Linked DNA regions of Mus musculus: region 1 is linked to region 2. Evidence: chromatin contacts called from public promoter capture Hi-C data. All regions are on one chromosome and are shown on one strand. Each heading gives the region's core, a stretch centred on a gene start, on an enhancer-like site or on the middle of the called end of the contact. The rest is flanking DNA. Distances are from core to core; before and after follow the strand shown. Region 1 holds the start of Mcm4 (minichromosome maintenance complex component 4). Region 2 holds the start of Dexi (dexamethasone-induced transcript).

Region 1 (5,065 bases), core at 2,486-4,985, 5.1 Mb after region 2:
ACTATAACCATCACACATGAAAACAGGTAATTCTGACCTGCTTACAGCACCATAAAATGTCTAAGTTAGAATCCTAATGTCCCAGAATTGAGCCACCATCAGAATCTAAATGAACTCAGATGTCATGTGCTTCACTGAATTACATACACGAGTAGAAAAATCTTTCTCTTCTAGGATTTTCCTACTTACTTTGAAAGAAAACTTAAATTCTCTGTTGAGATTCTAAATTTTCTAGAGCTAGGCTTTTTTGTCCTAAACACTGGCTCAGAAATCCCTGCTTCAGCCAGTCACAGATGCAAACAGCATTTTCTACTTTCATCACTGATTTCTGTTATCTAAAAGAAATTCTACCACATTCACTTTTCAAACGGTCCAGGACTTTGCCTATCCCCTTAGGCACAGACGCTTACCTTCTGCCCATGTATGATTTATCCCCAAGCTAGAATTCTTTCTTAGGTTTAAAGGAGAGCTCAGACACTAGGTTTGCTCAGCAACTGCTTTTATATTTGAGCCACTTTTCGGGTCTTCAGAATTTTTCATCAGTGATGAAAAAAGTGCATACCTACTAACTAGCAATTTATTATATTTGAATAAATTAATTACAGAGTAACAAATTGTTAAGTCATTTCTATCAGGTATTCCAGTTAAGTTAAAAAACTGCATACCAAGTTCATGAAAGTATACAGAATAAATCTTTTCAACTTATAATTTAATGCTACACAATCCTTGAGATCTCTTTCTACATAAGGCATTTTACACTACTAAATATATTACCTTCTGGATTCAAGTTTCTCATACTCTTTGTCTTCAACGCATTAAAAGGTCTGACTTGAATCTGATGTTCTAAGATGGAGTCAGGATAACGGTCAAAGAAGATCTCATTGACAGCCATGTCAAAGGTTGGTATAACCTCCTGTAAAAACAAAGATGTAGGAGATGAAGAGGTGACTCAGGAGTTGAGAGCACTTGTTGCTCTGACGATAGGACTCAGGTCTCAGCGCTTTTATCAGGTGGCTCGTAAACCCCTTAACTCTAGCTCCAGGGGTCAGAAACCCTCTTCTGGGCTCCACAGAATCAGGAGTTCAAGGTTCTCTTCAACTACAAAACTGCTCCTGAACACTACCCTGCCTCACCAGCTCCCAATTAACACCCCATCCCCAACCCAAAAAAGATAATTTACTTCATGATACCCAAGAAACCACTAATAAAACTCATTATTTTTAAGAAATACTACTCGTTAGCAAATATAAAACATATTCATTTTAACTGCAGTTGACAGTTTTAGAAAATAGTCAACCTTAGCAAGCAGCCTTTTACCCAAATGTAAAATTCTCCTTTCCAGGAACCTTTACTATGATCTGGAAGCTCAAAGTCAACTTCTCACCTGTGGGTAGGAGATGAGCTGTCTATACAGATTTTTGCTAAATGATTTTATGTGTTCGCAGTTCACATTTAAAAATGGCTCTCCTGTAATATTAATCTGTAAGACATATGGACAAGTCGTATTTTACTAATTATATTATCTCAAAAACCAAAACTTTCACTTGTAAATCATATTTGATTACCTCTCCAAGTTGTTGCATGTACAAAGGTTGAGTAATATCTATGCCAACATTTTCTTCTTCTTTGGCCAGAGGATCAGTAAAACACTGAAGGAATCTCTAGATGTAGAGAAACAATACTAAGCATTAATGAACTTAGGAATATGTAACTATTATTAAAATGCAAAACAATGAGACCAGCAAGATGGTCAGTAACTAAGGATGCTTGGCTGGAAGCCTGACAACCTGAGTTGATTTCCATAACCCTCACAGCGGGAAGAACCAGCCCCTACAAACTGGCCTGAAACCTCCAAATAAAAGCTGTGAAGGGCAGGTACCCCTGCCCCCAGCAATAAATATGTGACAAATTTTTTATGAGTATATAGCTATCTGTACACAAAAATAATTTCTCTGTTTTGGGTTTGAGACAGGGATCCCATTAAGAAGCACAGGCTGGCCTTGGACTTGCTGTAAGCATTTACTACCTAGCTGCTCGTGGTGGCATGCACTTTTAATCACACTCAGAAGGCATATGCGTGTGTGAGCTCCAGGAAAGACTGGTTAACAGATCCAGCTCCAGGATAGCCAGGGGAACATAGAAAAACCATCTTGAAATACCAAGAACTAAGGAAAAAAAAAGTATATCACCATTTTCCGCATGGCATATCCCTTTTCTGGAATAAAATCTAGACCACTAACAACCTGCTATTATGCACCATGGCTATTCACACATAGGTTATACTTTCACCCGAAGTCTCAGACTGAGTTTTAGTGTACATAAGCTTACCTGAAAATTCTCTTTACATGTTGCCACATTCACATCTGTTCCCCAAATCACAAGCTTTTGGCCTAGAGACTGTTCACTTGGTACGATGTCTTCTGCTGCTGCCTATTGAGAAAGCGAGGATAGAAACATGTTAATGGGATGACCTACTTTATGCTCTCAAGGTAACACCATCAGAGATCTGCTTTGTACTCACGCCATCAGACTGCAGATCCACCTGCAAACCCTTTCGTGCTGAGCCCAGATCTGGCCTCTGCCTTACAGGTGTGCCTCTCACCCCACTTCTTGGGGTTCCTTCCACTCGCGAGCTGGGAGTGCCATATGTCAATGGTGAACTAACATCAAAGTCCAAAGGAATAGCTATAAAGACAAGATATTTAGCTTTACCATGAAATCCCCATAAGCACATCAAATCCCAATTCCGGAATGCTGTTTGACAATTTAAACAGAATACTTTACTGCAATCTTTCATACCCCAATTGTAGTTCTACTATAAAGTATGCTTTCTTTGCTCACTAGGTCCTAAAATGTACCAACTCTGCTTCTCTCCTCAGGTGTTTCAGTGAAGAATCTATCAGTACACACAGAATAATAGCAACTGGTAAACCAGCAAAACCGACGGCTGACCCACCTAAAGAATGCATCTGAGGAGGGCTGGAAAACAAGGCATTCTGTGCAGGTGGGCTCTGCAGGTCGGCTCCTGGTGAGGTGGGCATTGGCAGTAGCTCTCCGGTGGAAGAATCTTCGCCTCTACGTCTCCGATTGGGTGACGACCTGCTTTCCTCACTTCGAACTTCCGTCATACAAAACAAAAAAGACGATCAACGCTCAAGCTTAGTCTTCCAGGAAGTGCCTTAGGGTAGTCATATTACTTAAACAAGAACACCCCCCCCCCAAAACCCTCAAACTGGAACAGAGGGACAAGGTGTAGGAAAAGGTGGGTCAACTGAACTGACCACGCCAGACTGCCTGGAGACGAGAGCCCAGTATGTGGGTGACAGAGGCTACTATATGCTCAAGGCCTGTCAACCACACACCAGGCTCGAAGGACTCAGGACTTTCCACAGTGCTGCGGGAAGAGACACGAGGCGGAAAGGGGGCAGATGAAGGAGGGAACTCACGGGACTGGGTTGGGGTGACTCGTCCGCGTCGGCTGCTGCGGCGGCTCGGGGTGGATGCCGGGGACGACATGGTGCTGTGGTTGCTGCGCGACAAAAGAAATCTGGCTCTCAGTTGTCCCGCTCCGGGACCTCTCGTACCTCGGATCCGGGTTAGTTGCAAACGCGCACAAAACGGCGAGTCAGGGTTCTGCGCCACCCAGGAGAACGTTCCTGGGCCCGCAGGGTGAAGCGATTCCCGCCAGCCGCTCTGTCGTCACAGCGACCGAAGACGCCTGGCCAATCAAAGAGGCAAGCGCGCGTAGCTCCGCCTCCGGAAAGCGCCGTAAGTGAACTCTGAGAAAAGGTTTCCGGCCAATCACAGCGGCAAAGGCGTGTAGCTCCGCCTCCGGAAGGCGCCACTGCAAGCCGGAGGGGGAGTTCTCGACCGCTACCTAGGAATTACAGCCTAGATTCACTTGCACGCCCCTCGCCTTGGATGGGCCAGCCTGCAGCGGGATTGCGTTTTGGCGGGAAACCCGGGGCCGGCACAACTCCCTTGTGTGTTTACATTTGCGTTGTCCCGAGTGCAAACACCAATCTGTGATATCTCCGCATGGTTAGACTGGTTCTGTCCCTTTGCATTCCGATGTGTACATGTTAAACGCTACAGATCTGCAGGCCGGTGCGCGTCTTCACCCCCCCACCCCCGCGAGAGTATAAGGGAGCAGTTCCGGCTGGGCCTTCAGGGAAGAGCTGGCTAGAGTGCTGAGACGCGCATGCGCGAAGCGGTGCCGGCGTGATGGCGGAGGAGGGAACCGGCGTACGGTGTTGGCTACTGCAGCTGCAGGAGTTCCTGTCCGCAGCAGACCGCTGCAGTGCTGCCGGGGCCAGTTACCAGCTGATTCGTAGTCTGGGGCAGGAGTGCGTGCTGAGCACTAGCTCTGCAGTGCAGGGTGGGTAAGGTCCCTAGACGCAGGGCTCAGCGTTTCTCTCCGTGGTGCGTGTAGTCAACGTCCCGTAAAGTTTATGGAATTGGTAGATGTGTATACTGCTCTCTTCCTAGTATCTGAGGAAGATGCTTTAAAACAGGTGTTGGAAAATGACCACCAAGTTTGGTAGTCATTTTTATCCAAAGTTGGATGAGAGTGCAAGATGGAAGTATTTTCTTCCAGAATAAACTCGCTTGAACTCAATAGGACCTTGACAAAAATCCTTTTTTCGTTGCACCATGTTTTCAGAATAATTGCAAAAATTAATGAAAGTCATGCAATTCTGTAGACATTTTTATTTTTTAGGTTAGGTATTTCCTATCTTGGGCTATAGCCCAAGATAGTCTGGAATTTACTATGTATGTAGAACAAGCCTTCAAATACTGGGGTTATAGATGTGAGGTACCACACGTGCCTTGCTCTTTTTAACCATTTAGTAATTGATGTGTTAAAATAGAGGCTCGAATCTGAACACAGCACACTGGGCCAAAAACAGTTCCACGTGTAAGAGGTTTGGAGGGGGTGGCAGAAAGAGAAGGCGCAGAGAGAGAGAGAGTGAGAGAGGGAGGGACATTCCCTTTATTTATATGGAAAATGACAACACAGGTAAAGGTGGGAGGTGAGCCAAGTGGATATTCTGGGAATATGGTG
Region 2 (4,916 bases), core at 1,362-3,861:
GATGCTAACTGCTTTTGGCTATGTCATCTATGGTCCGCCACTGACCTCTTTTCCAAGTCCTATCTCCAGCCTCCCTTCGGCTGCTGAATGAGCCATGCCTTTCCCAGCCCGAGGTATGGGTACTGACAAATCCCTCAACCCAGACTGCTTTGCTCCAGAGGTATCTGTCTGGCTCCTTCTATCAATTCTGGCCTCAGCTCATATCTGCCATCCCTTCAGAGAGACCTTCTCCCACTCTCTAGTTAGAGCAGCCTGTGCCTATTCTCCTCTCATGGTCATTTCGTACAGACCATCTGCCAGAGGCCGGTTGCTGGACAAACAGTAGCGAACGCATCAATACAGCCTCTAAACTTCCCATTCCTCACTAGGTTTCTAGGTACCCACGTGTGTTCCTCCTGGAAGGCCTGCATGCCAGGTTCCATCTGCCTTTGCTCACCGAGAACTCAACAAATAGGTATCTGTTCAATGAAAGAGTGGATGTCGGGCTGGCAGGAACGTGAAGAGCTGGTGCATGCCCTGCCTCGAACTTGGCACCTGTGTGGATACCACTAGACTTACTAAAGACTCCTTCAAAGATATCACGCCTTGTTCCCAAGAATTTCCCTCTTACCATGCATTATTTCCACAACAGACAGACGATGTGTCCCCAATTCCACTGTTGAAAGCCTGTTCCTGCAGTGATGGTGTTAGGGGTGATTAGGTCACAAGGGTGGAGCCCTCTAGTGGGATTAGTGCCCTTTAGAAAACTATGAGGATGAAATGCTTGTTGTTTGAGCCATGGTTTTCTGGCACAGTACCCCAATCTAAGACACCCACTTATGGCAATGTTGGCAATCAGGTAACACGGGAGAGGAGGCGTGAATGCTTCCTTGGGGTGACATCAGTATCTGTTATCTAAAAGGAGCCCCCACCCACCAGCTCCACGTGCCTCCTCATTGCCACTTGGGCTCTATGACCTGCCAAACCCCAGCATTCCCCAGCTATAGGGCTAGGCCCGCCCCGTGACACCTCAACGGACCCAACAGCTTGCCTGGCACAAACGTTCTCTCATACAGGCCAGCTGTTCCCTTTCCCTTGTTGGGAGACTTCAGCCAGTCTTGGATTCACTTTATCTTTTCTAACATATAACAAAACTTCTTGGCAGAAGCCCAAAGGCACGTCTTCAGTACGACCACCCCGTGGTTCCTTCTGCTGACCCTAGGGTGCTGAGAGGCCTTGCAAATACTGCAGACAAAGCCAGCACCAGCTCAGAACTGCCTACCTGTCCCAGAGCGGCAGCCTAAGAAACTGACAGCCTCTGCGGTTCTGAGCTGCAGTACCAACAACCCAGGATCTCTGAAACCTGACTCCAAATACAGCAGCAGAAACACTGCCAAAAGGAAGTGCGGCAGTGTTGTTTGCTGAAGGTTTCCATTCTCCCAGGCTTGGCCTGAAGCCCCTCAGTTTAACTGGTCCCTCAAGAGGCCGCAGAACAAAAGTGACCAGTGCCTCTTTTGACACCAGTCTATGCTTTCAGGACAAGTAAGCATCCCCCCAAACCCCAAGGTCACCAACAAGACAGGCTAAGACTTGGGGGAGGAGCTGACAGCTCCACCTCAAAAGGTTTTGGGTACAAAGCTTTTACCCAAGCCATGGGGTAAACTGCATGATTACTCCAAATGTTCATTTCTTTGGGGGAAATCTCTTCAAACACTACTATTCCTAGCATCTGAGTTAGATCCAGAGGAGGTGGCCAGAGAAATCAGAGGCTTAGAGGAAGGAGGTTAGTCTGCCCTGAGGACACTACCTTCTCTCTCCCCGAAATACACCCCCATCTCAAGGGCACTTACGGGCCTCTTCCTGGGGTCCCATCCCTGTCCAGATGGTGCCCCCAACCAGTGGCAGCGGCATGGTACGGGCGGCTGGTCCAGGCCAAGAGTTGCGGATGGTGGAAGGCAAGTGGGGAACAGTAATCACGACATTATTCCAAATATCCATCGAAGACGTCAAGCTCTGAGTCGGCATCGTAAAGGCCAGAGCCAGGGTCTGAAAGTACGCCGAGGTCCACCAGCGCCTGGTCCAAGTCCTCGGGCAGGAAGACGAGGCCCACATTGAGAACGATGTATTCCATAAGGAAGGCGTAGTAAAGGATCAGCACATTGACGAAGAACAGGCCCACGTAGAACATAGAGGGCAGCAGCGGTGGCTGCACGTAGGAGACCAGGGGGCCCAGAGCGTCCAGGTGGGCTGCGACCCGGGCGCCGGGCATGCAGGGGCCGGCGATGGGGGCGGCGGCCGGGCGATCCCAGCGACCTCAGCCGCTGCGGCGCCCGGGCGGCCGGCGAGGGGGCAGCTCAGCCATCCAGGGGGCGCCCCGGGGCTCGGTGGCGGCAGCGCTGGGCCCCGGGCGGCCTCCGAAGACGCTCCTTGACACCCCGAGATGCTCAGGGCCGGGTCACGGAGCCCCGGGATCGGGCCACACGGGCCGCTCGCCCCTCAGGGCCACCCCCCTAGAAGTGGCCAGCGACTCGCTTTGTACGCTGCGCTCGCGCGCCCCCGCCGCAGCTCAGAGTTGAGGCCGCTGCTGTCTCCCCGAGGCGTTCCTCAGGCACCTTCGGCGCCCCCGCAGGCTCACTGCCCATCGCTGCAGCCGCCAAGTCGCTCTGGGCTTCCCAGCACCGCCTACCCAGAGGCTCTTCATTCATTGGCCAGTCGCATGCTCGCCCGTATTTATTGGCTAGCTCAGTGCTCCACGTTTATTGGCTTGAGCTGTCCGGGGGCGGGTACTCATTTGCTCCGCCCCATGGGAGGTGCTCCAGTCTCTAAGTTGCTCTTCTGCAGTTGGCACTCCTTAGACTGCATCTCGAACTTAGGTATGGAGCGTCACCTTTTTGGAACTTAGTTTACCCCCTTTAAAATGATGCCGGGTGGAAAAGGAATGCCGGTAATTCCACTGAAAATCTTAGATATCCCCAAAGCGCTTTTGTTGTTTTCTTTTTCACGGTATAGTAAGAAAAAAAAATCAATTACTGAGTGCCTTTGACAGAGGCATTATAGGGTTCCATGACACCCGGATGGAAAGTACCACAAGCAGGTCAAATCTTCTGCCAATAAGGCTGCTTATTGTTTCTATTATTTTGCAGTCCATGTTTAAAACCAACCAACCAACCAACCAATAATGCTAAGTATATATCTGCTCAGATTCTTCGGTTTACAGACCACCTTTGTGCTTCGTCAGGAGGATGAGTTTGCGAGGGATCAAAACCAAGGTCTGTGTGTGCAAGATATAGACGAGATGTAGCTCTACATCTGTTTTTGAAAACAACAACAACAACAACAACAACAACAACAACAACAAAACCCAAACCCTGAAAACCCAGGGTCTCACCATGAAGCCTCTGGGTGCCCTGAAATTGGCTATAGACCAGGCTGTCCCAGAACATGTAGAGTTCCACTGCCTCTGTCTCCTGAGTTCTGGGATTAAGGTCTATCCTCAATTCTTACAAAGGCCTTTAATCTAAGTCACACTTAGGTTTATAGGAGCTGGACAAGGCAATGTAGTATATTCCCTTTTCACAGATGAGGAAAACAAATTCCAGAGAAATGGATTCTCGAAGCTGCTGAGTCTCTGTCATTTCCTTTGGAGGTCAGACATGTTCTTGTTCTTTCATGACTTTTACATGGGAAACCATTAGCCTGATGCCAGTCTACATCTCTCTAATTCTTGGAAGCAATGCAAACCATTCACTCTATCAATATTCATCTAAAAACGTGCTATGTGCAAATCTTGTCCTGGGCCCTGGAGAGAACATTGGTCCCTGACTCAACTCTTTTCCTAGGACAGTCAATGGGCTGTCACAGGGGTTAAATAGCTATGAGATGTAGAAATGAATAAATGAGAGGGTGTGGGGCACAAAATCTTGCTTCCCACCGAGGTTCCCACTTCCAGTCTGGGAAGGAAGTCCAGGTGTATGTAACCTTTCATGGAGATCTTGGAGTTCTCTTTCTTTCTTACTGAATTAGTTGGGAAATGGCATGAGTTTTCAATAATGACCAGAGGAAACCTCTGAAAGTTCATCGTGGTTAGCTTTACAATGCTGCTCACATCTTTACAAAATGTTTTAAGACTAATGTGCAAAAGAAAAAGGTTGTAAGGACAAACCAGAATGTTACTGATTGGTTTTGTCAACAGAAGCAAATAAGGGTACCTGGGCTTGAATCCTGCGTCTGTCACACATAAAGTGCCTCTGTGACTCAGTTTCCTGAATTGTAAAATAAGGTTAATAACAGCATCTACTTCATATGGTTGTGAGAATTAAATAATTAATCACTTAGGATAATGACAAATGATAATGTACTACTCAATGCTTTTTATTTTTAATTCTTATTATTGCGATATTGAAGGTTGCATCCATAATGCATAAGCCACATTCCCACCCCTTTAAAAAATTTTTTTAAAGAGTTAGACCCATCAAAATGGCTCAGCTGTTAAGCAAAGATGCTGACAAGTCTGAAGATCCGACTTCAATTCTCAGATCTCAAATAGTGGAAGGCGAGAACTTGCTTTCCAAAGTTTTACAGACTCTAAGTGCGTGTGTGTGTGTGTGTGTGTGTGTGCGCGCGCGCGCGCGCGCACGCGCACGTAATACTTTTTAAGAGAACTAAACCTTGCCAAATTGCCAAGGGTGGTCTCCAATTTTAGCTGGGGTTTCGAGACACTCTTCTAATCACAAAGCTAACAATAAATAAGGTCAGATAGTCTTACTCCGATTTCAGCAAACCGTTTCCGCCCACCTTGACAGTGCCCAGCCTCTTCCTTCCTCTTGTCCCGCCTCCTCTGGACGGTCGCGCGAGTCATGCCGGTCCTTGTAGTCCGTTCGCAGAGTCCTGTCGTCAAGAGCCTCGCCGGAGAACTTCATTTCCCAGATTTCCTCGCG

Evidence for each region. Promoter capture Hi-C pulls out the DNA fragments that hold promoters and counts their contacts.
Region 1: a promoter capture Hi-C map of pre-B cells shows a contact between it and region 2, with 5 times the contacts expected there. The contact joins the promoter of Mcm4 here to the promoter of Dexi in region 2. A contact is called at or near these places in 1 of 39 promoter capture datasets (pre-B cells) and 1 of 484 Hi-C or Micro-C datasets (CD4 T cells).

Annotation. Positions count from the first base shown.
Region 1 is chr16:15,633,665-15,638,729 of GRCm38.p6, forward strand. Mcm4 (minichromosome maintenance complex component 4) reads right to left here and starts at 3,736. Exons shown (of 16, transcript NM_008565.3): 1 at 3,447-3,736; 2 at 2,957-3,118; 3 at 2,522-2,685; 4 at 2,329-2,430; 5 at 1,566-1,661; 6 at 1,385-1,480; 7 at 775-913. The coding sequence starts at 3,516. It overlaps Prkdc (protein kinase, DNA activated, catalytic polypeptide), which reads left to right and starts at 4,202. Exons shown (of 86, transcript NM_011159.2): 1 at 4,202-4,378. The coding sequence starts at 4,225.
Region 2 is chr16:10,540,443-10,545,358 of GRCm38.p6, forward strand. It overlaps Dexi (dexamethasone-induced transcript), which reads right to left and starts at 2,612. Exons shown (of 2, transcript NM_021428.4): 1 at 1,830-2,612. The coding sequence starts at 2,248. The coding sequence ends at 1,961. It overlaps Clec16a (C-type lectin domain family 16, member A), which reads left to right and starts at 4,897. Exons shown (of 23, transcript NM_001204229.1): 1 at 4,897-4,916.